4 separate regions of the Mus musculus genome follow, and all the other regions are linked to region 1. The links are chromatin contacts, called in public HiChIP or PLAC-seq and promoter capture Hi-C maps. All regions are on one chromosome and are shown on one strand. The core of a region is the stretch at or near the end of the contact, and the rest is flanking DNA. Distances in the headings are between cores, read along the strand shown. Region 1 holds the start of Hsdl1 (hydroxysteroid dehydrogenase like 1). Region 2 holds the start of Atmin (ATM interactor). Region 3 holds the start of 1700030J22Rik (RIKEN cDNA 1700030J22 gene). Region 4 holds the start of Plcg2 (phospholipase C, gamma 2).

Region 1 (6,734 bases), core at 1,381-3,880:
GGTCCGCCTGGAGATGTGATAAGATGGCTCAGTGATTAAGAGTGTTTGCTGCTCTTGCAAAGGACGTGAGACAAGTTCCCAGTGCCCACTTGAGGCAGCTCACAGCCACATGTAATTCTAGCCCTAGGGATCCCAGCACTTTCTTTTGGCCTCCATGGCTCCCTGCACACACATGCACCCACATAAGTAAATACGAATGACACCTCCTCCTTCTCTTTCTATTAAGGAGCTGCTGCTGTTTATCTCCTGCTCTGGTAGTAACTGGGCAGGCTCCTCAGACGCCGTCTGTGCAAGGGGCTAAGTGGCTATTACTGCGAGATGTCCTGCACAACACACACCTGGGGCCCCGATCCTCTCTGTCATCTCTCGAGTGGGTGCAGAAGCCCTCTGACCCGTTGTCGCCACTTGGTTGCTGCTGACTTGGGCAGGATGTTGTGCAAGGACCCGCACATGTTTCCTTGGTCTCACTAATTTCTGTAAAGTAAAAAAAAAAAAAAAAAAAAAAAAAAAAAAAAAAGTGTCAATTTGTAAAGATCAAAAAAATTCAAGGACAGGTGTGGTAAGCCCAGAACCCAGGAGGCTGAGGAAGGAGAACGTGCTCCCTGTTGGGCGTGGGGTTCGAGGTCAGCCTGGGCTACAAAGTGAGACACCAAAGCAAAGCCAAAAACACAACCTCGGTTGTCATGCTTTTGATTTTTGTAAGTGGGAACCTGTGCTTTTTGTGGGATGTGTCTTTGTCCCCATGCATGTCCCCGAGAGCGATTCCTGCTGATGGATGAAGCTGCCGGTGCATTGTTTACAAGGCAGAAGAAGAACTCTTTCTGCTCTGCAAACAACCCCTTAAAGATAGTCAGTCGTATTGCCAACAGATTCCTGCTGTTACAAACAACATAGAGTGAACGTCTCTGTCCACAGTTTTATGTTCTCCTGTGCAGTTTTTATAGAGGAATAGCCTAAAGCTGACATTTACAAAGTCACTAAGAAAGCTACTGTCAAATTGCTATACAGGGTGATGGGGAGATGGATGGCTTAGTCACTAACAGTGCTTGTTACTCTCCCAGAAAACAGAGAATTTAGTTCTCAGCACCTACAAGGCAGCTCACAAGTGCCTGTAATGCCACTGCCAGTCGATCTGATGCCCTATTCTGGCCTCCTTGGGCACCCACACACGTCAGAAACCAGACCCTCAGAAAACAGCAAGATAAGTAGAGTTGTACTTAAATCTAATTCTAGTTTAGATGTTTCTGTTAAAATCTGCTCAACAGAACAGAAGTTCATCAAGCCCCCCCCCTCTCTCTTTCTAAAAAGATTTATTTTATTTATATGAGTACATTGTATCTGTCTTCAGACCCACCAGAAGAGGCCATGGATCCTATTATAGTTGTGAACCACCACGTGGTTGCAGGGAATTGAACTCAGGACGTTTGGAAGAGCAGTCAGTGTTCTTAACCGCTGAGCCAACTTTCCAGCCCGCAAGCCCATTTCTCTTACCAGGGACAGCAGAAGGGCAGCTCTGGGACAGGGCAAGAGCTCTGTCTCTCCCCACTTTGGTTCAGAGATAACTGTGATGCAGTTTGCTGTGTAAATCTCCCCCCTACCCCTTTTGCCAGGTGTGAGCACCTACAGTTCCCACTCCTGTAAACGTGTTTAATTGCTCAAAGTGTAACTTAGGGGCGGCAACATAAAAACAACTCACTGATAAAAGCACACACAAGAACAGGGTGTGATCAGTTTGATCGCTCAAACCTGTGTAAAAGAAGCAAGCTTTGTTCTGGGCTGGTCTCTCCTTGGATGTTAGAACCCTGTGCACACTATTAAATATGAAAGACATTTTCCAGGGCCTGGAGAGATGGCTCAGCGGGTAAGAGTACTGACTGCTCTACAGAAGGTTCCGAGAGTTCAAGTCCCAGCAATCACATGGTTGATCTTAACCTCTGCATGTATGTACTTCTGAGATTCAAACTCAGGTCTGGAGGATTGTGTTGCAAGCACTTTTACCCTGCAAGGCGCCTCTAGAAGCCTTAGATAAATGTAACGTCAAGAGCTGATGAACTCTCTGTACTTGTGGTTTGTTGAATGACGCTGAACACTGTTTGGGAACTGTGTCTTACACTCATTGCAAACAATTCCCAGCCACAGGAAGGTATCTAATAAATTATCATGGAATAAATAATGGGTCTTCTATATGTACTGGATTGATCATATCAATAAAGGTGCTGTTCTTGTAGCTGTATGGATGGGTATGTGTGAGGGGTGCTGGTTGTCCCCAGCTGAGTGAAATGGGCATGTGTGAGGGACACGAGCCCTCGCCCCTTTGGCTTCCCAGCGCTAAGGCACCTTCTTTACGGATCCCTGGCCCCGCGTCGCCGTGATCGCCTGCCGACTCCTCCAGACTGGGCTCCGCCACGCTGTCCACCGGCGGCTCAGAGACTTCGGGGTGCATGCTCACTCCTGGCCCGACCACTCAGCCCTAATACTCTACGGTCCGCGTCGTTGGCTGTCCAACGCTTTCCCGGTCGCCGCGGCAACCAGTGCGCACGCGCAGTCAGTTACGCCGCCGAGGGCGGGCCTAGCCGAGGGGGGGCCACGGGGGAAACTGCACCCGGGCGCGTGCGCGGATCACGTGGGTAGCGGACCTGCGGTGGTGTCCCGGGGCGGCGGCCGCGCGGGCAGCGGGCGGGACGGGCTTCGGAGACCGCGCCTCTCGCTGCAGGTATTGCGCCCGCGCCCCTCACGCCCCTCGCGCCCCGCTTCCGTCCCTGGCCACGCCCCCTGGACCCCGACCCTCGGGAACGCCCTCCCCCCCGCCGCGCCCCGTAGCGGGGAACTCTGGTTCCGCGCTCTAGGCAGCCGCTCAGCTCCCTGAGCAGGTGTCCCGGGCCTGGTCCTCGGCAGGAGGCTCGCACAGGCGACACGCCCCGGGACGGCCCTTTTGTCGGTGTCTCTTTATCCTCCTTTATTCCTGGTCGCTAGGTCTAAGTAGGTTCTAAGTCTCAGGACTGATGCAGAATGGCCGCGCTGCTGAAGAAAGCGCGCAGCTTCTGCAGAGCCCGGTGGGTTTTGCAGAGTCGCTGGGCCGTGCCCGGCGCCACTGGGGAGGGATGGGACACTAGCAGGGAGTCCCTGTTCTGCTACCAGGACTCAGCCGCACCCCTGGGCGGTGACCGCAGCGGGTTCGGGTTCCCACGGGGAGTCTCAACGACCACCTGCCAGGGCTCTGGGCCGAGCCTTCGCTGAGATCCTGGGATGTCGTTGCGTCCGTTTCCTTCCTCTTGTGTAGTACACCCGGGTGCGATTGAGGAAGGGGATAAAGTGAAGCCGCGGGGACAGCGCTCTTAGCTTCTTCATAAACTCGGGTCAGTACGAATAGGGGTCGCTAGCATCGAACCCTGAGCGATGATCCTGCCTAGTGGCTCCGGTTTATTGAGGGGTGGCGGGAAGGCACTGTTGCAAATGCTTTTTATGCGTCACCTCATCGAATTCTCGTTGTAGGGGAGAAGCGTTAGCCGCTTTTTACAGGTGGTGGTGTTGTAACTTCATTCCCAAGGGTGGGATGGCTTTTTCAGAGTGACCCTAGTCATTGCTAAAATATTACAGACGCGCCATGTCCAACGTTACTTTATCAGTGGAGGGTGTGTGTGTGTGTTGGGGCGGGGGGAGTGTTGTTTATTTATGTGTGGGTGTGGAGGCTACGGGTCAGTGTCTGTCACTTGCAACCTTATTTTTCGAGAAAACGTCTCTCACAGAACTCAAGAGTTTTCTTTATGTTTGACTGACTGACTGGCCCCCAGGGTCCTCTCGTCTGCTCCTTTCTTCCCAATACTGAAATTACAAATTGGTTCTGCTTACATACCCACTCTTAGATACTGCTGGGGACCTCAGCTCAGGTCCTTAAGCTTGCACAGCAAAAACAATCTGCTGAGCCATCTAACCAGTCCCCAGTGCATATTTTTTTAATTGAGGCAAAATTCATGTAACGAGATCCATCATTTTAGCCATTTTGAAATGTACAATTCAGAACTTTGTAGTTAGGTAGGTTTCACCGCCCTATTTCCAGATAATTTCCACAACCACAAAAAGGGATTCCACCTCATGGGCTGCAGTTTGGGCTCATCTTGCCCCTTGTGTTTTCTGTGTCTCTGGATTTCCTTATTGCAAACACGCTTTATACATGTGACCGTATGCTGAATGGTCTTTTGTGTCCCCCAACCTCATGTTTTCATGTCATAGTGTGCGCTCATGCCCCATTCCTTTTCAGAGCTCAGTATTCCACAGTGTCGTGCACGGGCCACGTTTTGTTCATTGCTGGACGGACGTTTGGGCAGTTTTCATCTTTCGGCTAGTGTGAGTTAGGCTGATAGGAGCCCACTTTGTAAAATTTTAATGCAAGCAAAAACTGTCACTTATTTTGGATGAGAGCCTAGGAGTGGCCTGCACTTGCCTTAATTCCCTGTGCCTAGGTGGAGACCTGGGGCTCAGGGGTATTGGCTCTTGGGTCAGAGTCCTGGGTTCCGGTTCCTATGTTGCTGTTCTTTTTTCTCCATCTCATTGTCGATTCAATCGGTGATTAAAATAGATGGAGGAGGGTAAGGAACCCCTGGAATGTCAGGGTTTGCAAGGGCAAGGCTTGCCAGAGTGCTGATACAAAGTTCTTTTCCCTTCAAGAAGGAAACTTGAGCTCTGGCACAAACAGTATCTAATGGGATTTACTAAGGCAATATTGTATTTACTGAGGCCATAGATATTGTATACACAGCATTTTGGCTCGTGTTGCCATTGCAGAAGAGAAATGAAAGCCAGTCTCCAGCATTACAAAATCCAGGTCTACAGACTTCCATCAGGAGAACTTCTAGAAGATACTGTGAGGAGGTTCCCTGCCGGGGTTTGCAGTATGAAGTAAAACGTGATGAGCCCCGCCTGTACAGGAAGGGATTTGGAAACAAAGACCTCCAGCTCCAGCCTTGCTAGCTGCTAGAGAGAGATAGTAGAGAGAGCCTGTGTCCAGGAGTCTTGTCATTTCCCTCTCAGGAAAGGAGACCTGATGATAGGAGGAGCAGCAAACATGGGAACAGGTGTTTCAGATATTCAGAAACAGCAGCACTTGTGGTTCAAAGGAGTCTTGGCCCTTTACTAACCACTCCTATAACCTGTTGTTTGAGGGTGAAGTGTTGGGTGTTCCTGCCGGTGGCGCAGAGGCGGCAGTGTGCACACCCACCTGTGAGGCAGGTGAGGCAGGCCTGTCACTGTGGGAAGGATTGGCAAGGTAGAGTGGCAGCCCTGAGTGCCTCGTGGCCCAGCACATCCCTTCCTGAATGTCTGCACCAGTTCCCAAGGCATGATTAAGAATTTGAGTGGTGGCCCTGTACAGAAAGGCACAAAACCACCCTGGGCTGCTGGTGGCGTGGACAGGAATTATATGTGGGCGTGTCGCATCGTCGTACGTGGCAGCTCAGACCTCAGCTGGTAGAGAAGTCTCCAGAAAGGAGGACGCAGGTCAGCTCAGGACACTGGGGATTCCTCATGAGCCGCTTAGACAGGCAGTACTCAGCAGTCTTGTGAAGTGGAGTGGGCTGGGGGTACTGGCTGTGATGCCAGCATTCAGGATACTGAGGTAAGGTGGCGAGTTCAAGGCCAGCCTGGGTCTCAAAAAAAAGAAAAGAAAAAAAAAAAAAACCACCACCACAACAAAAGCAAACCCAGCTTTTGGGAGGGTGTGCCCTTCAGTATAGAAGAGGAGACAAGGGTGAAGCCTGGAGTTCACTGAATGCTGCTTTTATTGGGCTGGTCACTGAGTAGGTGCTTTATTTTCCTTTGAACTGTGCATAGTAGGTTTATATGCTTTGAATGTATTTTCTAGTTGCTTTTTCTTTAAAAAAAAATTTCTTTTTTGAGACAGGATCTCACTTGTAGACAGGCTGTTCTTGAACCCACGGAGACCTGCTTGCTTCTGCTTTGCTGAGTCCTGAGGTTGAAGGTGTGCCACCACACCCGCCCCCCTCCCCACCTTTTAATTATGGAGAAATTGGTTTTGGACACAGCTCCTGACCTCTGGAAGCCTACGTTCCAGTTGCAGAGTCAGAAGTGAAATGTTATGTGAGAGCAGTAGAGGGTAGAGTTGGGTTGATTGAGGTGAAGTCCTTAGGCTTGGAGAGAGGAGGCTGGTCCTCGAGGCTGGCTGGGGCTTTGAACCAAGAAGGAGCTGGCTTAGAAGGCTAAGCAGGACTTGGGGTTTGTTGTTCAGTGTGGACTCAGCAGGAACAGCAGAGCCAGAAGACAAGTACCATGCCTGCGTGCCCTGCGGTGCCTTGGGCAAGGAGGCCTTAGCCCTTCCTAGCCTTAGTCTCACCCTTCAGTCCAAGAGCAAAGGGCTTGCTTCCCCATAAACTCGATAGTTGTGGTCGAGGGCCTGGTGCAGTGTCTTCCAGACTGGCAGTGTGTTATCTGTCTGTCCATTCCTTCCTCCTGGCATCTGCCCCTGTGTCTGCCATACTTCTGTAACAAGTCACAGAAGTGATCATTACTTCATAGTTCAGCAGTTTAGAGACCAAAGCCACCTCAGCACACAGAAGTCGCAGCCCCGGCAGGGTCCTTCTGGAGACCTCAGTGAAGGTTATCCTTACCTTGCTGCCTCCCAGAGTCATTCACAGCCCTTGACTGTGACCCTGTGGAGACTGTGGTCATGTCACTCGCTCTGCCTCTCACCTTCCTGTCCCCATCGAAGGACACGTGGAAAT
Region 2 (6,734 bases), core at 3,035-5,534, 2.6 Mb after region 1:
ACGCGCCAGTTGGGGACTCAGTGCTGCACTGTGTCTGTGGTTGGAACGAGGGTCCACTCTCTCACTCATTCCTTGGCTCTCCTACTGCTGTTGGCTCCTTTTGCTCATAGGATGCTCTACCCAGCCAACATTCCTCTCTCAGATGGAAATGTGGGAACATTTTATTAAAATAATATTATCATTACTAATATTAAAAGTAATAAATTTAGACGGGCAGTGGTGGCGCACACCTTTAATCCCAGCACTTGGGAGGCAGAGGCAGGCGGATTTCTGAGTTCGAGGCCAGCCTGGTCTACAAAGTGAGTTCCAGGACAACCAGGGCTATACAGACAAACCCTGTCTCCAAAAACCAAAAAAAAAAAAAAAAAAAAAAGTAATGAATTTAAATAACAATATTTAAATGTTTCAAGAATCTGCAGAAGAGAAGACGGTCCCCAAAACTAAGATGGTGGGGACCAAGGGTGTAGCTCAGGGTTAAGCACTTGCCAGCAGGAGTGAGTCCCCGGGTTCCATCTTTAGCACCACAGAACTAAGCCTCCAAAAAACAAGCCTGGAAAAGAGCCCCGGACAGAAGGAGGAGGGGCCGGGGAGGTGGCTTGGTGGTCAAGAGCATTTGCTGATCGTGCAGAGTTCGGTGTCTAGCACCCATGTGGCAGCTGGAAGCTCACATCCACCAGTAACTCCAGCTCCAGGGGACCCAGTGCTGGCTTCTGGCCTTGGTAAGCATCCATGCTTTTGACATGCACACACACACACACACACACACACACACACACAAATGAGAAAATAAAAATACTTTAAAGAGCAGAAAAGGGAGGGCAAAGGGTGTGTGGCTGAAGAGCAGAGTCAAGAAGACCATAAAGATGGTGGCAGAAGCTGCCTAGCACCTCACGGCCCTAGCCGAAAGCACCCGAGGAGCCCACTCTAAACCGGAAGTCAGTATTCGTCATAAGAGATGGTTTACGGAGCAGCTTGCCGCAACCTTTCTAAGTCGCTGGCCACATACCCCTGTCTGAAGCAGAACACAGGATCACTATGCTGGCGGGGCTTTGCTAACAGGTTCTGGAAGTGCCCCCCTGCGCCCTGCCTGCCCTGCTTTCAAATGCCTCTCCAGCAGCCAGGCAGCTCCTACTTCCTCCCACTCTTCCTCTGGATCATTTTAGCTCTCTCTCCACTGCATCATCGCTCTCTGCTGAGCCCACTGCAGGCGCGGCTGGCTGATGACATGTCCACACTTCCTTTCAGGGCGTGGGACATGGCCATTTATTTTGAGAAGCCGCATCAAACCAAAGGCGGCCTGCAATCCCTCGGCCTGATTGGCCGTGCTTCCGAAGGGCTTGAGTATTATCAGGCTGCGGGGTAGATTAGAACATAACGACCATACAACAACTGGTAGGGGAGAGAGACTATCACAGCCAGGGAAATAGAAACAAGGAACGCAATCAGAATCACTCAAGTAGCTGTAGCCAAGACAATGAGAATTCTCATTGAGTTGAAGAAACTCAGCTAATACGGGGCTGCAGAGATCAATCATGTTTCCCCAAACACTAGGGCCTTCTTTCTGGGGACCATGTGTCCTCATGACACTCTCTTCTTTCCTCATAATATTCTGAGGATAACACATGTCAAGAATTGAACTGAAAAGCCTCTGGGTAGCGGCTAGCGGCTAGCTTGAGGATGCACATAGCTGTGACTCTGAGGCCTTACCACAAAAGTATGGCTATGTCACACAGGCCCCTGCATTAGAAAAAAATAACAGACTCCCTTTCCATCAGACAACAGATGCTTAGGAGCTGTGGGGCCCTGAGGTTACCAAGGCAGAGGCTACAAGGAAGTGAGCTGCCGGACAGGGAAACAACAGCCATAGGAAACCCTGAGGCAGTTTAAATACTGCTAAACAAAGCTTCCAGAGACCAAGCAGGAATCTTCTCCCAACAGCCCGTCTTTCTGTTGTCCAATATCTGGGTTCAGGAGTGGGCCAGGCCGTTCACTGCTGTCTCTAGATAAGAGAATCTGAAAAGCGGATGAAGAGTCTGGGAAGAATGACACACAGGCCCTAGGCCAGAGAGGACTCTGGTACTCCGACATACTCAAATCTGAATAAACATCTGACTGCTGATGTCCACACTTGCTGGAGCAGGTCATGGTGGCACACACTGTAGTCCCAGCGCTTGGGGGTAGGCAGGAACACTCCCAGTAAGTTTAGGCTACTCTGGTCTACAGAGTGAACTCAGGCTAGACAGGGTTCCATAGCAAGACCCCGCCTAAGAACTGAACTGAACCAAACCAAACCTGTACTGGCTCAGACATGTTCTTCCTGTCACGTGTCATACCTGCCCTCCTGTGTATTTCTGAGCTGTGAGCACCAATCTAATGTACATTATCACACCACTTCACCACAGCCAGTGGCATCTCTGTGCTTCCAAGGCAGAACCAAGTTGTAGGGGTACAGTGCTCCCCCAATAGCAGGTCCAGATTAAAGAACAAACACTTCGCTAAGAAATGCTGGCTAGAATCACTGTGGCCAACACCAAGGATGCCCTTGGTCAGAGCAGCAGCTTTGTTTTGTGATCAGAAATCACCCGGGGCTGGAGCTGAAGCTGGAGCCCAGAAGAGTGCTTGCCTAGAAAACCTGGGTTTGGTCCCAAGCACTGAATAAAAATGGGCATGATGATGCATGCCGGCAGCCTCAGCATTTAGGAGACTTCAGGAGCATTTAGGGCAGGAGGATCAAGAGTTCAAGGTTATCCTCAGCTACATGGTGAGTTTGAGGATAGTTTGGGCTATACAAGGACATGAACTATCCTATCAGCAAGGGGGACAACACTGAAGGCTGGTGACCGTTGTTGAATGCAAGTTGTAAGGAGCTGAGGGATTAGGCCATGGAATTATTACAGGCACACTCACTCTCCACCCCCCTAAATCATGGTGAGAGAAAGAGAGAATTTAACATTTAGGATGAAAGAGGAAGCTTCAGGTTGGAGCCTGTAGTGAGTTGTGTTCTGGAACGAGGCTCAAACCTTTACACAGAACTTCCTCAGCTTGCCCCTGCTGACATTTCCTGACTGACCTTTCCCTGACATCACTGTTGCCTTTTGTTGGCCTTACTACACTTATTGGCCTTACTACAGAGTAAAACCTAAAAGTTACAGTTGGGGAGTTCTCAGGGGTGGGGGTGGGGGATGCCCACGGTGAATTCACCTGCAGGTCAGAGAGATCCTGCAACCCTCCAAGTAATGACTCAAATCTGACCAGGGGAAAGGCGCACAAAACTGCTTTCAGTGACTTGCGTTTTCCAGTTGGAGCACTGGGGGCACTGAGATCTGACGGTGAAAGGAAGCTTTCTACTGTAAAAGCTGAGCAGCTGTGACTTAACAGGTCTGGCATGGGGGCCCTAACATCTGATTTCCTCCCCCAAGCTTCCAGAGTATACCATGGGTTTGAAAGCCACCGTCCCCATTTATGTAACACGGAGAGGTCTTGGTCAGACATCCGTCATACCAGCTACCGGTGAACCTCCTCCTTACAGATCCACGGGAGAAACCTCCCTCCCCTCTCCTTCCTGCGCAGAGTTGATCTCAGCAGCCTCGTGAAACTTGCAGCTCAAGTGCCCAGAGTCCAACCCAACCCGCAGCCGCTTTTGAGTGACCAGGTAGGACCCACCGGCAGTTTCGTGGGAGGGGCGGAAAGCCTGCGGGGTTGCATCTGGGTGCCTTGGCGACATCACCTGTCGCTCATCCTTGGAACCTGAGTAAACAGGCAGGCTCCCCGAGGTGTTGTGGGCACGCCACCGAGAAGCTGCTTGCCCGGTGCGTTGTGCGCGCTCCCCCGCGCTCTCGCCGTGCTCGGTCGGTCGGGCGCAGGTGGCAGGGCACGGCGCAAACCCCGCACACCCCGCGCCCGCGTCCCCGCCGCGGCCCGCTCACCTGCAGTCGGTGGCTCTTGACGAGGTGCATGTTGAGCGCAGGGCTGTTGGGCAGGATCTTGCCGCAGCCGCGCACGGTGCACAGAATATTGGTGCGCACAGCCCGGGACAGCTCGCTCACAGTCGGCTGGATCAGCTCCCGGGCCGGTGGCACCGGGGCCGCGGCCCGAGCCCTGGCCGGTCTCGGCCGGCTGCCTTGCAGTCGCGACTCGGGCGGCCTCCACGGGCTAGAGGCGGCGGCGGCTCCCCGCGTGCTCGCCGGCGTGGCCGGGACACCCGGGGCCGGACCCGCAGAATCGGCCGCCGCCGCCTCCGTGGCCGCCATGGCTCCCGCACGGCCGCCAGGCCCCTCTCGCAGTGCCCGCCCCCGCCGCAGCCACTTCCGGCAGGGGGCGGGGCCTCCGGGCTCATTAGCATCCGGCCGGTCGGTGGCCGCAGCGCCGCCCGCCGGCCGCGGCGAGCGCGTGTTGGAGGTTGAAGTCCCATGTGCTGGGAGAACAGGTGAATTGGATAGGTTCCATGAACCCACACTTTCTACTTCCTAGGGACCTGAGCTCAGGCAACAGCTGGATAGAAGAGAAAGAGATGCTTTCAGGTTTAACCTTTTTTTTTTGACCGTTGATTTATTGTTATTAGGAATAAATTTTATATTGTAGACTATTTGATTAGCATGCTTAAGGCCCTGGATTTGATCGGTAGCACACTAAAAACAAAACAAAACAAACTTATCTTATTCTTTGAGGCCCCGCCTGGCCTCAGAATCCCCATATAATCAAGGAGTCCTTGAACTCCTTATTCTCTTACCACTACCTCCATACTCCTGGGGTTTTACTAAGCCTAGTGGTAGCGTTAAAGATTGAACCCAGTGCCTTAGACGTGTACTCTGCCAGCTGAGCTACAGCCCAGCCCCCACAGACTAATTCTCTCTTATCTCTGAAGAGGGAAGAGTCTGAGGTGGATCTAGTCGGCTGAAAGCAAGGTGTCAGCTGGGCTTGTTCTTCCAAGGATCTTGCCTTTTTCAGCGTCTAGAGGTCACCTGCATTTCTTTGCCAATGGGCCTTCCTTTACACCAAAATCAGGAATGGGAAGTTGAGTCTGTCACATTTCATAACCGACATCTATCGTCATCATGCCACCTACTACATTGGACCTGGGTATCACAGGGCCAATGGGCTCAACTGCAGAGTCCCTTTGCCTTGGGGACATACTCAGACTCCAGGAATTCTGAAGCAGGCATTTTTGAGAATTGTTCAGCATGACGCTAGGCTTTCTTGTTCAGATTCCAGGTCCAGATTCCTGCCAACTGTACCAGGGAGAGTTACGAAGTAGAATAAATACCCCAGCAAGTGCAAGGGCTTCGGCAGTTCCCATTCAGCCACTCATGAACCTTGTGGGCAGAATGACTTCTTTGTATGTGACTGACTGGTCGGGAGAGTGGTCAAAGGGAGCTAGTGGGGCTAGGGGGATGGCTCTGTGGTTAAGAGCACTTAATGTTCTTACACAAGACAGGTTTGATTCCAAGCACCCAAATGGTGGTTTACAACCATCCATAACTCCAGTTCCCAGGCACGAATGTGGTATACATACACAGATGCAAACAAAGCACTCATACAAATAAAATCAAACCATCCCCCCTCCCCCTTAAAAAGGTATGTATGGAGGAAATGTCTTTAAGCCTTAGTTAGGGTTTCTATTGTGATAAAACACCGTGACCAAAAAGCAAGTTGGGGGAGGAAAGGGTTTATTTGGCTTAGACTTCCAGATTGTAGCCCATCACTGGAGGAAGTCAGGACAGGAACTCAAACAGGGTAGGGATCCGGAGACAGGAACTGATGCAGAGGCCATGGAGGGGCGCTGCTTACTGGCTTGCTCAGCCTGCTTTCTTATAGAACCCAGGATCACCAGCCCAGGGATGGGACCATCTCTCTCATCAATCACTAATTAAGAAAATACCCTTCAGCCTGAAAATACCCTTGCCTGCAGCCTGATATTAGGAAGGCATTTCCTGAAACTGAGATTCCCTCCTCTCAGACAACTCTAGCTTGTATCAAGTTGACGTGAGAACTTGTCAGCACAAAGCCCAAATACTCAGATCACTGAGGGACGAGGGAAGCGCCTGACATGTCTGACCAAGCTAAAACTTAAAATGGTTCCATATCGGATGACCCACAGCCTGTACACATTACTGTATAAGTATTACTTAGTCCTTTCACGACTATTTGTATATTCATCCAAAGGAACTGATAATGCGTTTGTCAGTATCTTTATTCACAGATCAGTGATGCTCAGTTTCAGTGTGCCATGGATAAAAGATCACGAGAAGCATATGTATATTAGGAATATGTATAATAGAGAAGTTGTTTTACACAAAGAGGCCGTTAGATATGCAGCCTTGCGTAGTAGCCTCCAGCTTCCCTCTGACTCTCCTAGTTTGGGGTTGGGTAGCTTCTTGGTTCTTCTGTGATCAAGGGTGTGTAACAGAGATCCCACAGGGACGGACTTCTGAGGAGAAGCAGCAGCGGGAGGAAGGACAGGAGGTGCCTACAGAGTCAACCCATGCTCCACTTCTGTGCGTGCCAGGGTTGAGGCCAACCTGCAGCCTCCTGCGTGTGCGTGCACATATTTATCACTTGTCAAATGCCCACAGCTGCTGCACTTAATAGACGGGAAGAGAGAGGGCATGCACGGATGAAGGACAGATGCAGTCCCAATCGTTCATTAAAAACACCGAATGTCCGACGCCAAGGATTGGCTTCTAAGACACAAGACTGTACACAGAAGCTGGTCGGTTATAACTGGACCTGCATGT
Region 3 (6,734 bases), core at 2,655-5,154, 2.6 Mb after region 1:
CTTAGAGCTAAATTTATTGAAGAAAGAATGGATTTATGTTAGGATAACAACATCACTTAAATGAGGGCACTGTATTAATTTTGAATGAATTTGACTTTAAAAGGCAATGTGAACTGAGGTTCTGTTTTGGGTACAGGTTGGCTGATCAAGATGACACTGAGTGACCCTTCAGAGATGGATGAATTGATGAGTGAAGAAGCATATGAGAAATATGTGAAGTCCATTGAGGAGTGACCATGGCACCCCTCTACTCCCAGATCAAACTGGATGTGACGTGCTCCAGCATGCTTGTCTTAAACTAGTGGAGAATAGAGGACTTGAAATAACTTAGCAATACTGATGGAAAGAAACTGTTCTTGACAGTGCTACTTAAGAGCCACCCCCAACTTCCTAAAGGATGCAGATAAACACAGTGTACAGGTTTTTGATAATTGCCATACTAAGTATTTAGACTAGGGGTTAAGCCCTGGTGTTTAGAATTCTGAGGATCGTCTGCTGTGAAACGTGGTTATGAGGCTGGTTTTGGTGACGGACCACCTTCTAATCCCAGCACGCAACAGGCAGATGTTAGTTAGTTCAAGGTCGGTCTACACAACAAGTTCTAGACCAGCCACAGCTACATGGCGAGACCCTACCTACTGGGTATAAGACTTTCATAATTCAAGATAATAGTGGTGTATCTTAGATAATTTTGTTACTTGCCCATATCCACCACTGGATTTGGGTCAGAGATTAGTGTCTTCTCATTGGGAATGCAAGGAAGTGTTGTACAGTGTCAGAGGCAGGAGAGTACTGTCTTTGTTTCACCATGTGCTGTGTTGACTGTTGTTTTCCCACCGTGAAGCACCGGCTTTGCAACACTGCGAAACAAATAAAACATTCATCCTCTTTGTTGATTGTGATTTTTATTTGGATATTAATGTTTTACTTAGTGACTGCTAGTTTTAGAAGGGTTGATTTTAATTATAGGATGTTCCAGTGTCTGGTGCTAGGTATACCACTGAGGTGTACTGTGCCTAACCATGTGAAATGATTAAAGAGAAAAAAAAATAGAAGTCTGGTGTGGTGGTGCACGCCTTTAATTCAGGAGGCAGAGGCAGGCGGATTTCTGAGTTCCAGGACAGTCAGGGCTACACAGAGAAACCCTGTCTTGAAAAACCAAAAAAAGGAAAGGAAAAAAGAAAAGAAAAAAAAAAAGAAATTAGGCCAGGGGCTAGAGGGGTCAGTGGTTAGGAGGGCTTGCTGTTCCTGCTTCTTGCAGACAACCTGGGGGTTGTTTCCAGCACCCATGTGGTAGCTCAAAACCATCCCTAACTCCAGTTCCAGGGGATCTGATGCCTTCTATTTCTGAAGGAATCACAGGCACATAAGATGCTCAAGCTCAGGGCGAGGTTTACCCATGGTTCTCTGTGTGCATTGACCTTTAGAGAGGGGAATAGGTGTCAACTGGTCAGCAGTGCACACGGTGTGTCTGCACATGGTCAACAGTGCACAAGGTGTGTCTGAACTTCCATCCTGTTCAGGTTTCTATTTAGTAGCCATAGACACTAGAACTTTCTGAAACTGGCTTAAACTGTTGTTTACAACTCAAGTGCACTTACTGCCACCGTAGTTTCTGAAAGCTGATATGGCGCACTCTAACGTCAACTATAAAAATGCTGACTGGGAGTTTGGGATTACACATGCACACTGATATGAATGTATAACTGGCTTGGTGTCTCCCAACACTTAGAAGGTGGAGACCAGAAGGTCAGGAGTTCAAGGTCATCTTTTAGCTACAGATCCCATGGCCAGCCTGGGCTCAGATGAGCTCAAATAAAAACAAACTCCACTACCAAACCAAACCCCTCGGTGACACCCCCCACCCTCTCAAGGAAAGTGGGTAGACTGCTCTAGCATATCTCCTCGGACTACAGCATGCAATTCTATACTTATTTGCTTTAGCCTGGCTCTCATGTAGTCCAGGCTGAACTGGAGGGTAGAGAGTCAAGGACCACCTTGACTCCAGAGTTTCCTGCTTTCAACTTCCATGGGCTGGACTAAAGGCATGCACCACCACACCTGGCATACTTTCTTTCTTTGCCATTTTTTCTTTAGTCTTTGTCTATTTTCTTAACATCTTTGAATGTTTTCAAAGAATTAAAACCTCAGAAATATAGTAGGGGGAAGGGGGGGCTGGTGATGGAGAGATGGTTTAGTGGTCAAAAGCTCTGGCTGCCCTTCCAAAAGACCTGGGTTCAGTTCCCAGGATCTGCATGGATGTTTATGAATGCCTCTAACACCAGTTCCAAAGTATCCGATCCCGCTTTTAACCGCCATGGACACCAGGCATGGAAGTAGTGCACCGACACACATTCATCCAGAATGCCAATACACTTAAAAAATAATTAAAGTTAAAAAAAAAAATTGTTCACAAGGTATTAAATCGTAAAACTCCACAAAACAAAGCAACACTTTGGAGGCTGACTATGTTGGGTTTTAGTAGAACCACTAGAGGGCGCCCCACACAGTATCTGGTATGAAAAAGACCAGTGGTATGGAACTGCAGACTCTGCTGCAGCAGACTGGAAAATTTGACCTGCCCCCTTCCCCACCCCCACTTCTGAGCTTTTCTGTGGCTGTTGAAAAGACTTGTCTACCTTCGGTTGTAAAGATCATGGTTGAGTGGCCAGGTCTGGTGGCATGTGCTTGTAATTCCAGCATTCAGAGACAGAAGGAAGCTGTTGGAGGCCAGACTAGACGTCATAGTGAAAGCCTACCTCAAAACACCGAGGAACGGAGACACATCTTGGTGACAGACTCGCTGTCTAGCAGGCGAACCTAGAAAACAATGAAAGAGTGTGTCTTTATGACTGTCCAGTATGAACATGGTGTACATACATATACACAGGCAGAACACTCATACGCATAAATCCAAAAATACATAGAAAATTTTAGAAATATGTGTCATAGCCCATTAGATACGCTGGTATAGCAATATAATTACAATATCTATCATATATGCTTGTTAAAGTATTTCCCTCATATATATGGGGGAAATAACAAATATTCACAGTCTAGAAGAGGACTTTGTTCCAACTTCATGTGTCATATACATCACATCTTTAGAGGCCGTTAATGCTATAAATCTATGCTATCGATTGTATATATGCTATACTGTATATATATTATATAATGCTATAAGTGTAAAAAGTAGTAATTCTTAGCCATTTTTTCCAAAAGCCTTTGACTCAGCCTGCTTTTGGAGACTTGTTTTCTTAATACTTTTTAAACCAGAAAGCAAAGGGACCTTGGAACTAGACATGAGTTGGGCACCAAGGGCAGCATAGTGGAGAAGTGGGCGGCCCCCTCGCGAGAAACTGCTGCTTCTGCCCCACTAAAGTGGGCAGCACCAAAAAGAACAAAACCAGAAATCCTTCCTGTCAGCAGGTGTGGAAGCCCACGCCCTCGATCCCTTCAATGTTGATTTAGGACATCGAGGAAGGAGGGTTGCCATGAGTTCGAGACCGCACCAGGCTACAAAACAAGGAAGACTCGGTCTCAAAATTATGCAACTAGGAATGAGTCGTCCCGCGAAGTTCTGCTCTCGCTTTCAACACGGGATCCCAAGAAGGAAGGGACGATTCTGCCCAAAGGAAGAAGTGGCCAAATCTCCAGACACTGTTTGTGTGGCCTCTGAGGCATTCCTTCTAGAAGGCAAAAGGCTGTTGCAGCGCAACTTGGCCGCCCAACGTCGCCAGTGCCTGCGAAGCTCTCGAAGCGTCTGGCAACGCGGCACCTAGCAACCACGCACAGAGCGACGGGAATGCTCCTTAGCCCCGCCCTCAGAGGGGACTCCGCCCTTGAGCTGGTTTGTTGCGGGGTTACGTCACTTCCGGCATGCCTGCACCTAGGCCCGCCTCCGACGCGGCCGTAACCTAGGGCAACAGCCCGGCTCTTGGGGGCCGCGACTTGCCGCTCCGGACCTTCCTTACCTCGCGGCCCCGTAGGAGCGTCTGAGTGGCTGTGGCCACGTCCTCACCCCGGGGAACACTCCCTAGACACTTCACGGGCGGCAGAGCCGCGGAAGGAAGCAATCTTCAGGGTGGGTAAGCGAGACGAAGATGGGGTACGGTTCTGGGGTAGCCTGGACTGGGCGGGGCCTAGGGAGCCGCTTGGGCCTCAGGGAGGAGCCGTTTGATAGGCGTGGTCTGTGGGGGCGTGGTTGAGGTTTCAATGGAAGGAGCTTGATGCAGCCCTCTTGATCTTCTGAAGGAAGGGTAAACTCTCAGCTTGTAGCGTGTAGGGAGCCTCTTGGAGGGAGGGAAGGAACTTATGCGGCATGAAGGAGTGTGCAGGGACTATTAGTAAAAGGGAGAAACCAGGTGGGAAGGCGTGGGCGCGAGATTCCGTCTGCCGTGAGCCTTGGGAGCCCTCAGAAGGCCATCCTTTCAGGACCCAGCCCTTAGTGAATTCAGAGAGCCGGAAAAAAAGGGGCGGAATGAAACCCCGTCCAAAACAGAAATCTAGAACCTAGGCAAAAATGAAAAAGGGCACGAGTTGGAAATGGTTGACATAGAAATGGCACACGCCCTACCCTGCAAGTGGAATTATTGGCTGTTGTAAGTTGCTATGTGGGTGCCAGGAACGAACGTGGGTCTTTGGCAAGAGTAGCAAGTGCTCTTAACTGCTGAGCCATTTCTCCAGCCCTCAGTCACCTTATTTTTATTTATTTATTTATTTATTTTTTTTTTTTTGAGACATGTTCTCTCGCTGAACCCAGAGTTCACTGATTTGGCTAGCCTGGCTAGCTGGCAAGCTCTAGGAATCCTCCTGTCTCTGCTTCCTGGCGCTGGAATTAAAGGCTTTCATTCATTATAGCAATTGGCTTTTTGTGTGGGTACTGGGGCCCTTAACTCTGTTTTCTCTACCTGTGTGGCAAGCACTGTATGACGGAGCCATCTTCTTTCTCAAGCCCATTCGAGAAGAAATGCATGGGCTTGTAAGCCAGGAAGCCTAACCTGAAAATGGTAAGCTTCAGGCTCACTGAGAAACTGTCTCAAGGGACTAAGGCAGGTGAGGAAGAGAGCAGGGGTACCTGATGTGCACACCATGTGTGTAAAAACACGAGTTTAAGAAAATGGAAAAATATGGGCTGGAAAGATAGCTAAGGAGTTTAAGAGCACTGGCTGCTCTTGCAGAGGGCCCAGGTTCAATACCCAGAACCTACATGGTAGCTCATGACTAACTCGAGTTCAGAGGATCCAATGCTCTTCTCTGGTCTCCTAGCATGCAGGGCTCGCAGCCTGCGGTACACAGACATGCTGGCAAAACATCCATACATATAAAAAAAATTTTTAAATAAGGAAAGAAAGGTAGCAATACAGACCTCCTGCATTCTAACAGAACAGTAAATTGGTATATAATTTGTGAGAAATCACAAGCGAGCCATTTAAGTACTTGGCTTAATCCCAGCACTTAAGAAACAGAGGCAGAGCCGGGCATTGTGGCGCATGCCTTTAATCCCAGCACTTGGGAGGCAGAGGCAGGCAGATTTCTGAGTTCGAGGCCAGCCTGGTCTACAAAGTGAGTTCCAGGACAACCAGGGCTACACAGAGAAACCCTGTCTCAAAAAACAAAACAAAACAAAATAAAAAAACAAAAAAAGAAGCAGAGCCAGAAGGATTGCTCCAAGTTTAAGGCCAGCTCTGTCTCAAAACACATTAGAGCGGCTGGAGAGATGGCTCAGTGGTTAAGAGCACTTGTTTTGCAGAGAACCCAAGGTTTGATTCCCAGCAACTACGTGGTGGCTCTCAGTTGTCTGTTATTCTAATGCTGTCTTCTGGTCTCTGAAGTACAAGGCACACATGGAGTGTACATATGTAGGCAAAACACTCATACACACAACACAGATAAACCTAATACAATTTAATTTGTTTGTATTTCTTAAGTGTTCACCTGTATGTGTGTGTGTGTGTAGCACATATATGCAATGCTGCCAAGGGAGGGAATCAGATTCTCTGGACCTGGAGTTACAGACAGTTGTGAATTGCCATATGGGTGTTGGGAACTGAACCTGGGTCCTCTGCAAGAGCAACAAATGTTCTTAATTGCTGAAGGACCGCTCCAGTCTCCCAAATAATAAACAGACAAACAAATCTTTACAGTATTCTTTTGTTTGTTTGTTTGTTTGAGACAGGGTTTCTCTGTGTAGCCCTGGCTGTCCTGGAACTCACTCTGTAGACCAGGCTGGCCTCGAACTCAGAAATCTGCCTGTGCTGGGATTAAAGGCGTGCGCCACCACGCTCGGCAAAACAAACAAATCTTAAAAAGAAAACCGAACCAAAACAAAAAGATGAAACCACACATCTCTGGCTTTGGTGATTTTATTTTTATTTTGGCAGTGCAGGCAGGGGGAGGGCGATGAGGGAAGATTGAGACAGGCCTTGACTGCCTCCTGCCTCAGCCTCCCACAATGGGGGGACAGACATGCGCTGTCATATCTAACTCTAGTTGATGCTTGTGTTTTGTCAACTGTTAATGTGATTAGATGAAAGGAACAGTAGCAGAAGTTGAAGGTGTGTTTATAGTCGGAAAACTTAAAATTGAAGCCATGAACTAACTGACTCATTCACTGTTAATTCTAAGGCTGGAAAGGAGAGCACCTCTGCTCTTACAGAGGACCCCATCTGGTACCTCATAACTGCCTGTATCTCCAGTTCTCAGAGCAGCAATGTCTCTGGTCTCAATGGGCA
Region 4 (6,734 bases), core at 1,218-3,717, 2.1 Mb after region 1:
AGCAGGGCCCTAGCCATCAAGATAACTCCCTCTTTGCTTCTGTTTTGTTCTTTCCAAAATGAATGAATTAGCCTGGACTCCCCTTCCCTCCACCCCTACTATGGGTAACCTGATCAACTCACATAGTCAGTACAAACATGGCTGGTGGTGCTGGGAAGAAACCTCTTTTCTTTCTTTTCTTTTTTTTTTTTTTTTTCACGTTTCTATGTCCTTCACACTTTGAAACCAACTTCTCACACACAAGAACCCCAAAACAGGAAACAGGGACTATCCATCTCTTGAACAGTCTCTGCACATGTGGGTCAGTGCTGGATTTCAGCCAAAAACCCAAGGAAGAATTCTACTAGACTTTGGACCAGCTGAACCCTTGAATATTGCCTGCCCTTCCCACTGCACCAGGGATATCGGGGTTCATTTGACGGTCATCCTAAAAGCATGGGAAGGTCCAATCCAAGAACCAACAATGTCCACCTGTACACGTGGAAGTGAAAACAGGGTTGACTTTTTTTTTTTTTTAAGGGCACTGGTAAGCACCTCTAAAGTATAAAGTTGATCCAGCAAGCACTCTTGTGCAAAATGAGACATCCGGAAAGATCCTTACAGGACCATAAAACCAGAAACACTTGGGCTCCTCATCTCTGGGAAGTGGGCGGTGGGGGATACGGGGGGGGGGTACGGGGGGAAGGGGGGTTGGGGGGTGGGGGGTGGGGGGTGGGGTGGGGAGGGGTGGGGGGAGGGCATCCCCTACAGGCCAAGAGTATTGGCACACACTGATCATCCCAGCACTTGGGAGGTGGACACAGGAAGATCAGAAGTTCAAGGCTAACCTGAACTATATAATGAGATTGTCTCAAAAATAATTTTAAAAAATTTAAAATGTACAGAAGCTACGGAAAAGAGTGGATTTATAAATTATCACACGCCAATTTTGATCTTGGGAGATTTGTGAGCTATTTTGATTTAAAAAAAAAGAAACTTACAAATTAATGAGTTATAATATAAATGTTATTAGTGATATATATATATATATATATCTCGAAAGCATTGCTTGTAAATCTAGAGGGGGCCAATGAGAGAGGATGGGACAAGACATATGAATGGGTCCACTCTGTTAGTTGAAACAGAAAAGCCCTTTTGCGGAGACAGGGCAGGGAGAGGGTTGCCTATTTTCGAAATTAATTATTTGCAGAAGTTTTCCCACCAGTAACTTCCCACCAACTTCGCCCAGGAGGTGCAAAAGGGTCCCCGCTGGGGCTCCTTCAGAGTACCCCACACACGCCGCCTTGCCTGGGAGGCCAAGCACCGAGTAATTTTAAGCATCAATAAAAATCCACAGCCAAAATCCCCTGGGACTGCTACACTGCTGCCCACAACCGTGCAAAATGGGTAACAGCCTAGGGCTAGTCCCGACCCCAACATCCTGTAAGTGTCCCGCAGAAGCAAAGAGCAGGGGCCATGACCTGTGCCCACCAGGAAGGGCCTTTGCCACCAGGGTCAGGAACTGCAGGGAGTCTCTTTGATGCCCCGGAAAACAGGCTCTGGTCTAGTACGGGACCCAAGAGAGAAACCTGGACTCGGGGGGTGGGGGTGGGGGGGCTCCTCTCTGTGTGCTGTGTCACATAAATGGAACTGAAATTCAAATTTAGGTCTCAGAGAGAAAGCCACCTGTTTCCAGGGCGTGTCGGCCCCTCGCCCTGCCAGCCTCTCTCTCAACAGTTCGAGATCAGGGTACGGACAGGGCCTGCTCCTGACTTTCCAGGTATCAACCTCCTAGGTCCGGATACAACCCACCTTCCCTTCGAATTCTGGCTCCCCGCGAGGCAAATGACCTCTTTGAGATCCCCAAACTGAACTGAATTGCGGGAGGGGCGGGTCCCAGAATCGCGTGTGGAGAAAGAGCTGCTCCGCCCCACCCCGGAGCCACCTGTGTACTACTGGGAAGTACTGTTCAAAATCAAGTCCCCGCAAGCAGGGACGCGGCTCCCGCGTAGGACTCTCGGTGGCGAGGTAGACGCTTCGGCCACCCCAGCACCCGGAGCCGCGTCTCTCATTCAAACCCTAGTTGGCCACTGCTCACCCTGGAGAGGTGGCGCCAGCCCCAGGAGAGGAAGTGGCCGGCGGCTGGGCCGGGCCCGGCTGTCCCTAAGCAAGGGTTCCCCAGGGCACACCCGGCCACCTGCCCGGATCGCGCACCCCAGCCCTGCCCGCGCCCTCTTGGGCTCCGGCGCAGTCCCCACCCAACGCGGTGCCAGCTCTAGGGTCCCCGCACACGCGCAAGTCCCCGGGGAGCTCCATCCATCCTGGCTACTCACCTGGCGGTACCCCCGGAGCGCAGCCACCCGCACAATCCCTGGGCCTGCCAGCCACGGGTTGGGGGGACTCGGGGGTCCCTCGTGCAGCAGCCGCCTGGGGCCCGGGCAGTCCGGCAGCGCAGGTCTTGCTCAGCGGCGCTCCTTACTTCTGCTTTGGAGGCGGCCGCGCCACGTGACTCCTCGGGGCCGCCCCCCTTAACGCGCCGCCCTGTCTCAAGGCGGGTCCCGACCCGCCAGAGCATCCTAAAAGAGTCATGCCTTGCCCGACCAGGGGGAAACTGAGGCAGCCCCAGTACCACCTGCCTGGCCGCGATCGCTTAGCCAAGAGAACAGAAATTTCCCAAGAATATCAGAGTTTATGGGGCGCCTACTGCATACAGATACCATGCATGCATTGATTATCTTCACCCACTCGGGGTTGACAGAGCTGAATTTAGTAGTACATTGTTTCCTATCTTAAATGCCGCAGCCTCAGTTTCCATCTCTGCAAAACAGTGCCAGGCTCAAAAGTTTGTTTCAAAGAGTAACTGGGCACTAGAGAACTGAAATCTTGGCTTTTAAATTGGAAGACTGTGTTCTTTAAAACTCGTTGCTTTTTTTTCTGGGGAAAAAAAAATGTATTTTTCCGCTTAACGGTCCATACCTTTAATCCCATAACTAGGAAGGCAGAATGACAAAATTACATCTCTGAATTAGTTCAAGGCCAGCTAGGGCTATACAGTGAGATCTGTGTCCAAAAAAATTTTTTTAATATTATTTTTAAATTATGTGTATATGTGTGTGTTTATGTGAATCCATTTCTGTGAATACAGGGGATCAGGGAGGCTAGAGCTCATAGGATTCTCTGAAGCTGGAGTCACAGGCTGTTGTGGCTATGTGGGTTGCTGGGAGCTGAACTCCAGTCTCTGTAGGCGCAATATGTGCTCTCAACTGCTAAACCACCTCTCCATTCTGACAGAGAGAGAGAGAGAGAGAGAGAGAGAGAGAGAGAGAGAGAGAGAGAGAGAGATTTAAGATTTGATGATTTGATTTGATTTCAGGCTGGTAATCCCAGCACTTAGGAGGCCCAGGTAGGCAGATCTCTGTGAATTTGAGGCCAGCCTGGTCTACAAGGAGAATTCCAGGGCAGCCAAAGCCACACAGAGAAACCCTGTCCAAAGAAAGAGAGAGAGAGAGAGAGAGAGAGAGAGAGAGAGAGAGAGAGAGAGAGAGAGAGACTTGGTTTCTTCTGGGTGCCTTTAATCCTAGCACTCAAGAGGCAGAGGCAGGTGAATCTCTTGAGTTTGAGGCCAACCTGGTCTACAGAAGGACTTCCAAGACAGCCAGAGCCACACAGAGAAATTCTGTTTTGAAGGATAAATAAATAAATAAACAAGCAAGCAAACAAACAAACAAACAAAAAGACTTGGTTTTATGTAGCCCAGGCTACCTCAATCTTCTAGCAGGGACCAACCTTCTGATCCTCCTGCCTCTAACTCCCCGGGGCTCAGTTTACAGGTTTTGCCACTGTTCCCTTTTACATTGTGTCCCCCCACCTCATCCCACCCCCGCAGATGTCCTGCACTAGGTCAGCACTTTACCAACCTCATGCTGAGAGCCACCTTACAGCTGTCCCAGCACAGTGGCCACTGGCTTTGTTCTTGTCACCAATCACCATCCAACAGGTATGTATCCCTTCAGACACAGGGTCTCCTTAAGGGTCTCCTTGCAGCTCAATATGTAGACCAGGCTGGCCTCAAACTCACAGAGATCTGCCTCCCTGGTGCTGAGGCTAAAGGCATGTGCCACCACTAAATCACTCATGAAAGAGATCATGATGACATCAAACACATGAAACACGGGCCTCTTCTCAGAAATAATGACTAGGGCTGGAGAGATGGCTCAATGGTTAAAAGCACCGACTGTTCTTCCTAAGGTCCTGAGTTCAAATCCCAGCAACCACATGGTGGCTCACAACCATTCATAATGAGATTTGACGCCCTCTTCTGATGCATCTGAAGACAACTACAATGTACTTAGATATAATAATAAATAAATCTTAAAAAAAAGAAATAATGACTATATGACACTTTGGTATTTTTTTAAGGAACTTCAACATATATTATCTTTGTGGGATTGTATTCTTGTTTGTTTGAGATGAGATCTCACTATGTAGCACTGGCCAACCTGAAACTCACTGTGTAGCCCAGGCTGGCCTCAAACTCACAGAGAGAGATCCTCCTGCCTCTGCCTCCTGACTGTTGGAATTATAGTTGTGAGCTATCACATGTGATTTGGGGTTTGTGTTAGTTTGTTGGTTGGTTGGTTTTGTTTGGTGTGTGTGTGTGTGTGTGTGTGTGTGGTTGGTTGGTTGGTTTTGTTTGGTGTGTGTGTGTATCTGTGTGTGTCTGTGTGTGTCTGTGTGTGCGTGTGCATGTGTGTGCATGTGCACCTGGACTTCACTGCAGCATCCTCCTCTTCCCTTAGAGATGGGACAGAAGCCCTAGAGAAGCCCTTAGAGAAGGTTTCCAGCCTTGATTATGGGGCACCCATCTTTCCATCCACTCATGTGAGATGGCTCAGAGGGTAAAGGCACTTGCCACCGAACCTGCCAACTTGTGCTGTGTTCCAGGAAACCCACATGGTGGAAGGAGAGAACTGACCTCAACGTAGCTGTCCTTTGATCTCCACAGCTGCGCTGTGACACTCCCAGGCTGCCTTATGAAATAAATGACAAAATAAATAAATGAAGAAAATTAATGCAAAAAAGGCTCAAAGTCACTAAACACAAGGGAGTGGGGAGAGCAAGGAAGTCACAGAGAAGAGAGTCAACCCCTTCTCTTTGCTGTAGAGCATCAGTCCTCAACCTTCCAAATGCTTCAACCCTTTAATACAGTTCCTTGTGTTGTGGTGACCTCCCCTCCCCCCAAGCCATAAAATTATTTTCCTTGCTACTTCATAACTGGAATTTCACTACTGTCAGGAATCACGGTGTTAATATTTCTGGAGATAGAGGGTTGCCAACGAGGTCGGGACCCATGGATTGAGAACCACCGGAGTAGAGCACACCAAAGCCCTGGAATATCATGCCTTAGCTGAGAAATAGTGTAGCAAGTGGATCGCACAGGGGCTGTTGGCTTAACAGGCTCAAAGTGTGATGTGCTTGACCCAGCACAAACACACCAGTGAGCCACAGTTGCTTATTGGAGTTGGGAAGGGCCTGTCAAACCTGGGCATCCTTTTCCCCCATAGCGGTCAAAATGACTAACTACCTTGCCCCTGGGGCCTCACCCATCTTAACCCCCGGCCCCTGCCACCAAGAGCAACAAGAAAAACCCCAACTGCCTTTGAGTCTGGTTTCCTTTCCTGGCATTGTTCAAAGTACATAGCCCCTGGGGACAGACTGAATTCCATTTTTCTAGTGTGTTGGACCTCAGGAAGAGGAAGTGCCACCCAGAACTGGTTTGCAAACTTGGCAGCTGCCACAGCAGGGTAGTCCAGCTCTCTGACACTGAGGCAGAGTAGGGAGGACCTCTAGCTTTGAGGCTCACCTTGCAGAACTCCAGTTTCTCAGCCAGGGATCCTGCTGAGACAAGGCTGGTTAGCCATCCAACCAACACAGGCAGGGCTCTACAACAGCAGCAACCATCACAGCCCAATCCAATGAGCTCAGAGCGGGTTAGGGCGAAATGCAAAAGGGAGCCCTGAGTCAGGTTTCGGTCCCAAGTTCTAGTCCTCACACATGTAAGGCCCTGTAGACACTGACGACATGACTGTTCCTTGGTATGGTTGAAGCAAAGGTTTTTATTGTAGATGTGAGAGAGAATAGTCAGATGCCAGAGGCCCCTGGAAGAGTCCAGAGCAGAGGAAGAAAGAACATTACCCTCAGAATGGCCTTAGCCATGAGAGAAACAGAGTGCGAGTGTGTGCGAGTGTGTGCGTGTGTGCGTGCATGCATGTGTGTGTGTATGTGTGTGTGTTTATGTGTGTGTGTGTGTGGTATGTGTATATGTGTGTGTGTGTTTATGTGTGGGTGCGTGGGGGGGTGGATGTATGTGTATGTGGTGTGTGTGTGTGTTTGTGTGTGTGTGTGGTATGTGTGTATGTGGGGGGGTGCATGTGTGGGTGTGTATGGGGGGCATAGAAGAAGAGTGAGAAGAAGTGGGGGACAGAAAGAGAGAGAGACACAGTGGTGCTTTGAATATGGTTGGCCCAAGAAGTGGCACTATTAGAAGGTGTGGCCTTGTTGTAGGAAGTGTGTTACTGTGGAGAGTGAGCAATGAGACCCTCCTTCTAACCACATGGGAGTCAGTCTTCTAGCAGCCTTCAGATGAAGATGTAAAAACTCTCAGCTCCTCCTGCACCTTGCCTGCCTGGACACTGCCAGGCTCCCACCATGATGATAATAGACTGACCCTCTGAACCTGTAAGCCGGCCTCAATT

The links. Promoter capture Hi-C pulls out the DNA fragments that hold promoters and counts their contacts. HiChIP or PLAC-seq counts read pairs in DNA pulled down with a chosen protein or histone mark.
Region 2: a promoter capture Hi-C map of stem cell-derived epiblast-like cells shows a contact between it and region 1, with 2.8 times the contacts expected there. The contact joins the promoter of Atmin here to the promoter of Hsdl1 in region 1.
Region 3: a promoter capture Hi-C map of embryonic stem cells shows a contact between it and region 1, with 3 times the contacts expected there. The contact joins the promoter of 1700030J22Rik here to the promoter of Hsdl1 in region 1.
Region 4: a contact with region 1 is called in an H3K27ac HiChIP or PLAC-seq map of embryonic stem cells, with 4 times the contacts expected there. The contact joins the promoter of Plcg2 here to the promoter of Hsdl1 in region 1.

Annotation. Positions count from the first base shown.
Region 1 is chr8:119,571,071-119,577,804 of GRCm38.p6, reverse strand. It overlaps Hsdl1 (hydroxysteroid dehydrogenase like 1), which reads left to right and starts at 2,630. Exons shown (of 5, transcript NM_175185.5): 1 at 2,630-2,713. Dnaaf1 (dynein, axonemal assembly factor 1) reads right to left here and starts at 2,570. Exons shown (of 12, transcript NM_026648.4): 1 at 2,338-2,570; 2 at 339-474. The coding sequence starts at 2,443.
Region 2 is chr8:116,940,943-116,947,676 of GRCm38.p6, reverse strand. Atmin (ATM interactor) reads right to left here and starts at 4,284. Exons shown (of 4, transcript NM_177700.4): 1 at 3,927-4,284. The coding sequence starts at 4,250. It overlaps Cenpn (centromere protein N), which reads right to left. Exons shown (of 12, transcript NM_028131.3): 12 at 6,174-6,734. It also overlaps a transcript of Cmc2 not described here.
Region 3 is chr8:116,976,129-116,982,862 of GRCm38.p6, reverse strand. It overlaps 1700030J22Rik (RIKEN cDNA 1700030J22 gene), which reads left to right and starts at 3,904. Exons shown (of 3, transcript NM_027103.3): 1 at 3,904-4,084. It overlaps Gcsh (glycine cleavage system protein H (aminomethyl carrier)), which reads left to right. Exons shown (of 5, transcript NM_026572.4): 5 at 137-896. The coding sequence ends at 234.
Region 4 is chr8:117,494,008-117,500,741 of GRCm38.p6, reverse strand. Plcg2 (phospholipase C, gamma 2) reads right to left here and starts at 2,467. Exons shown (of 33, transcript NM_172285.2): 1 at 2,313-2,467.